Regions from separate parts of the Sus scrofa genome. Here region 1 is linked to region 2. Evidence: chromatin contacts called from public Hi-C data. All regions are on one chromosome and are shown on one strand. Each heading gives the region's core, a stretch centred on a gene start, on an enhancer-like site or on the middle of the called end of the contact. The rest is flanking DNA. Distances are from core to core; before and after follow the strand shown.

Region 1 (2,700 bases), core at 80-2,579, 410 kb before region 2:
AAACTTAAGTGGAGTCTCTACCACACCAAATTCTATCTAGGGTGATACGGGGATAAAGATGGTGGGAGAACTATATACACAGCCTCTGGAAGGATGAGAAATAAAACCCAAGATAAACATGATTTATGGAGTTAAGTGGCAAAATCACTGCTGACCAAGTCACTGAAAACATGATGTAATCTGTGCGACAGAGTACGTTGCTTTTGGAGAGATTTTCCCGTCTGGCCCAGTGGCTGCCCCTGCAACAAGGCAGCCCTGGCAGTCCACAACACATCCTGCGTTGGAAGCTGGTGCTTCTGTTCCAGCTCCAGCTCCAAGAAGCACACTGCTATGCAAATGCCAGGCAGGCCTCAATATACTTACTCTTGCAACAAGGCTTGCGGGGGGGACACTGAGTTCATTAAAGGGGGTGACATTTCTTCAGGATAATAATCTGTCCTCTGTGGTTCGATCCCAGGTTCTATTTTAATTTTTTTCTGTAATATAGGCTTCTCATATGATTCAATTACAGGTACTAAAAAATAAAAATAGAAAAGTCACTCTATATACAATTTACCAATTCAGCCTTTAAAAACTTTATTGCACAGCTTCTAGCTATAACACTGGTGTGTGTGAGTATGCGCCTTTGGCAGTGACAGCCGACATGAATCTGGGGGGGACTCCTGTTGCTCCTGAAGATTATCTTCCCAGCAAGCTTTGTATGTAGGAAGCTGGACTTTTAAGACATCAGCCCCCCAAAGATTTCTTCCTTATGACCTTTGTTTATCTCCTTTAACCCCAGGCCTTTGCTTCTGACCAGTCAGTAAACAAGGTGGCTTTTAACAGCCATTAGTTATTACAAGGTCTAAAGGCATTTCTTTCTTTTTCTTTTTAGGGCCCCCATCTGCAGCATATGGGAATTCCTGGGCCAGGAGTCGAAAGCAGAGCTGCAGCTGCCAGCTGACACCACAGCCACAGCCAACACTGGATCCGAGCGGCATGTGAGATCTACACTGCAGCCTGGAGCAGCATGGGATCCTTAACCCACTGAGCAAGGCCAGGGGTCAACCTGCATCCTCACAGAGACAGCATTGGTCCTTAACCCACTCAGCCCCAATGGGGATTCCTAAAGGTATGTCTTATATGCCTTTCTGCACCTAAGCACCAAGCTGGCAGTCAATAAAGCAAACTCTAAGGTCAAGATTCATATTATCCCAAAGTTGACAGTGACTTAGTGAAACGAATTCTTTCACAGCATTCAACAGCTGGCCTGGTTCTTGGGAGCCCTACCAGCTATCGACCCTTTAAAAAGAAAAAGGAAATGCCTTAGGCAGACTCTGAATGTTTCCTTTTCAGCGCAGAGCAGCTCCCGGCCCCAGGCTTCCGGTGCTCCCTCCCCCACACCCTGCGGGGCAGACCCGCAGGGCAAGGTCCTTCTAAAGGCCTCAGCCGCGGCGGGGGAGGGGGGGTTACCTTGCATGCTACTGCTGGAATTCTCCATCTCCTCCGACAAGGAGACCATGAGAGGCTGCTGGAGGTGGCTGGTGTACATGAAGGGGACGGGCTGCACCACGACGGGCTGGATGACCGGCAGGATGCCTGGGCTGCGGATGCCGCCGTGCCGGGACAGGGCCGCGGCCATCACGGGGGGCATGGACAGCGGCACGCTGAAGGGCTGCACGCCGGGGGGCGGCGGCGGCGAGTACTTCTTGGCGGGCGGGCTGGACGAGGGCAGGCTCAGCCCGGGCGAGGCTCTCCGGTGCGGGGCCTGGAACTTCAGGGAGGAGGGGGAGCCCCCGGCCGAGGGCGGGGAGCTGCGCTTGTTCACCGTGAGGTCCACCGGCTCCATCTGCATCCCGTGCGACAGGCCTTCCGGGGTCTGGAAGAACTTATCCGGTAACGGGGTGGAGTAGATGACGCCGTACTTGTTGGGCTTTATTGACTCCATGTAACTCGACGGGTAGGACTGTCGGGAAAGAGACAGAAGCGTGTCAACTGCAGGAAAGGGCATCGGCTTGAAAGGTGAATTAAGATGAAAACACCCAACAAGGCACATTCACTTACATGGACTTTAATAAGCGGTTTGGCTTTAGAGATCTGCTTGAGCCTAAAAGAATGTACGGCAGCGGTGGTCTCATAATAAACGTAAGCACTGAGGTTAAGGTGGGGACTGTGTCCCATGGGAAAACATCACATTTAATTCTGGGATGATGATGGCTGTGTCCAGTGTTAAGGCTGAGGATGATACCTGGTAAAATGCTGAAACAGCTTATGAAACAGAAGGCTTATGGGCCTTTATCATTAGGAGGTGGCACTGGGGTTCACCGAGGACCAGCCAAGCCAGCTAACCTTGCTACCTTCCTGATGGGGTTTCTCAATTGGCGGAAAAAACTCTCCCCGACTTTAGTGTCTGCCACCTCAGCAGGGACACACAACGTATCTCGGATCCTTTTGTGGAACAGGGACAAACAGAGCTGCACGATAGTGCCTTAGGATGGCCTCCGGTCTCCATGCCCAGAGTGACCAAGAGCCCTGGTTTGCCCCGCACTGTCCTGGCTGTAGCCCTAAAAGTCCAACATCCGAGGAAAACGCCTCAGGCAAACCGGGATGGCCGGTCACCCTGCACACCTCTATATGGAAGGCCGATCACGCTAGGGTACTTAAGCCCTTGGCCCCAGCATGTTCCATGGACAGATCCACCATCTGAATGAAGCTGTAGAA
Region 2 (2,887 bases), core at 10-2,509:
GATTTGACCTTCTCTTGTCTTATGTGAGGGGACATCACCCATGCAGCTCCCTCTGGATGGAAATCCCTTTCTCCTTGGCCTCTCTGTAAACTCCTAGTCTTCCTTCGAAACTCACATCAGGCCTTTTGTCTTTGGGAAGTGGTTCCTCAGCACCAGGCCTCCGTCGTCCCTGCCCCCTGCACCTTCGCTGCGCTGCGTTGCAGGCTTCCATGCTGTGCACGAGAGGAAGTATGAGCCTCTAAGTGTTCCGAGCATCCTTCGCTCTCCTTACCAGCTAAGCAGGCTCTTCCTACTTGGTTTCTGCCCCTCTCTCTCTCTCTTTCTCTGCATAGGGTTCCCCCTTCCCAGGATTTTCCTCTTCTCTTCTGTGATGTAGGACCAGGGCTGGGAGAAGAATATGGCAGAAACCGAGGAAAGAGGTGTTTGGAAGAGAGGAGAGCCTGGTGGTCTAGGGCCAGAAAGATATTTCCTCTAGGATACAAAAGGGAACACTGGATAGATCTGGGTAGTTTTCTGGTGGTTGGTTTGTTTCTCTGTTTTTAAGAAAAAGTGCCAAGATAGGCTCAGGGTATGAAGAACTAGGTACAAAAGGAAAGAGGTGATATTGAAGGTGGCTCTGGAGAATTCTCTTTTTTTTTTCTTTTCTTTTCTTTTGTGGCTGTTTTTTTTTTTGTTTGTTTGTTGTTTTTTGTCCTTGCCGGCAGCATGAGGAAGTTCCCGGTCCAGGGATCAAAACCTGTGCCCCAGCAACGACAAGGCTGGATCCTTAACTGCTAGGCCACCAGGGAACACCCAGGGGATCTATGTATAGACTCTGAAAGTATGAGGACTTCAATTACTCTGAAGTCGGCTCTGGCGGCTGGGCCTCTCTCTTGCTGGCCGCTGCTCTGAAGCTGGACTCCGTGGGTTGTGCTTCCACGAGGACATCCTTGGGCGTCTCCCATCTTTCGTTTCGCTGTTGCCAGTGTCTAGCATAGAACCCAGTGCCCAAGAGATGCTCAGAAAGGTTAGCTTTCTCCTGCCTTCTTCCCTTCCATCAACCCTGCGCAGCGCACCAGGCTGAAAGAATGGCAGATTGGAGCAGGGGCTGACAGGACAGCTCGGGGGAGAGAGGCAAATAAAACATCCCACTAAGTCTCCTGGATGGAGAGCCAGCCGCACGTTGCTGATCTTGGCTGAGAGCCCACCATGTACCAGCCCCCTCCGGGCCTCTGGGGCATGGCTAATTAAAGACACGGTTACTCATTTCATTCCCAAGTCGCTATTTAAGGAAGTAGAATCATGCCATTCCTACAAGGCCTCTGACCCTACCCTAGAGGCAAACAATGCCAGGGCTTGTCCCAGTGGCTCTAAGTACAGAGCTGTTCCAAGAGCCTGGGAGGGGGTGGAGGGGGGTGAGGCAGGCCCTACACTGGCCCTTCAGGTCCTCCTCTCTGCTTCCCTCTGCGGGGCTTGGACCCAGTGACAACCCCTCTCTGAGCCCCCTGCCAGGGCCACTCCTGTGTCTGGACACACCCAGAGTCACACAGCTGACTCAGAAACACACACTAACAATCTCCTTTGGGTTTTCAAGTAGCAGCACTGGAGCTTTTTCAGTTATTTTTTAAGTAAAGAAAACGCTGCTTTTAATCAATAGACTTACAGAGATCTGCTCTGCTCTGCAGGCCCAGTTCTAGGCATTGGGAAGAGGAATGAATAAAAATAAGTCCTGGAATTCCCATCGTGGTGCAGTGGTTAACGAATCCGACTAGGAACCATGAGGTTGCGGGTTCGGTCCCTGCCCTTGCTCAGTGGGTTAACGATCCGGCGTTGCCGTGAGCTGTGGTGTAGGTCGCAGACGTGGCTCGGATCCCGCGTTGCTGTGGCTCTGGCATAGGCCAGTGGCAACAGCTCCAATTCGCCCCTAGCCTGGGAACCTCCATATGCCGCGGGAGCAGCCCAAGAAATAGCAAAAATAAATGAATAAATAAATAAAATAAATAAATAAAAAAAAGTCCTGCCCTCAGAGACTGTCCAGTCTGATAGATGAAACAGATGGACACACAAATGAATTACAAGAATGTGGAATAGGTACAAAGGTAGAGTTGTGTACAATGCACACTACAGAGCAAGTGGTAATAAGCTGGGACTGGTAGGGAAAGAAAGGTGTGCGGAGTGGGGGTGAGGAGTGCGGGTTGCTGAGGTGGGTTTTGAGGTGCAAATAGGAGTTTATCAAGTAACCTAGTTAAGGAAGAACATTCCTAGCAAGGAAAAAGTATATTCAAAGTCACTTAAATCATGGAGAAATTAGTTGATGCTGGTTTCCATGGGTCTTAAATTTTCCTAACAAATAATTTATACAGGAGATTAGAGTGAATGAAAAGCTAGGCTGAAACATCAAATACAAGCATGAAATTTTTAAAAATGTATTATGGAAGGAATGTATGACTAGGTCACTTTGCTGTACAGCAGACACTGGCACAACATTGTAAATCAACTGTAATTCAAAAAAAACTTTAAAATAAGTAAAAATGTGCTATTGAGAAGTAATTGACATAAAGGAGTTCCCTCTGTGGCTCATTGGGTTAAGAACCCAACATAGGGTCCAGGAGGATGCAGGTTCGATACCAGGCCCTGCTCAGTGGCTTAAGGATCTGGCATTGCCGAAAGCTGTGGTGTACATTGCAGATGTGGCTTGGATCCAGTGTTGCCATGGCTGTGGCGTCAGCCTCAGCTTCAGCTCCAATTCAACCTGGGAACTTCCATATGCCACGGGTGCGGCCTTAAAAAGAAAAAAAAAAAAGAAAGAAAAAAAATTAATTGACATGTTAGTTTCAAGGAGCATGAAACATTTTAGATACTTATTTTTCTTTTTTTAAGTGGTGCAAATTATGCATCATGGTTTATA

The links. A called contact is a pair of places that touch in the nucleus more often than the background predicts.
Region 1: a contact with region 2 is called in a Hi-C map of fetal liver, with 1.7 times the contacts expected there. The contact joins two enhancer-like sites. A contact is called at or near these places in 1 of 5 promoter capture datasets (fetal skeletal muscle), 22 of 47 Hi-C or Micro-C datasets (adipocytes, alveolar macrophages, brain and 15 more) and 2 of 2 datasets of contacts at active chromatin or transcription factors (alveolar macrophages and skeletal muscle).

The regions. Positions count from the first base shown.
Region 1 is chr8:30,046,625-30,049,324 of Sscrofa11.1, reverse strand. KLF3 (Kruppel like factor 3) reads right to left here. Exons shown (of 6, transcript NM_001134352.2): 3 at 1,453-1,945; 4 at 364-514. Among named protein-coding and RNA genes, the nearest start is that of KLF3, 23 kb to the right of the region's middle. Within about 2 kb of position 1,329, at least 27 of the 83 cell types and tissues checked have an H3K27ac peak or open chromatin away from gene starts, as enhancers often do.
Region 2 is chr8:29,635,878-29,638,764 of Sscrofa11.1, reverse strand. No RefSeq gene overlaps it. Among named protein-coding and RNA genes, the nearest start is that of MIR9840, 88 kb to the right of the region's middle. Within about 2 kb of position 1,259, at least 32 of the 83 cell types and tissues checked have an H3K27ac peak or open chromatin away from gene starts, as enhancers often do.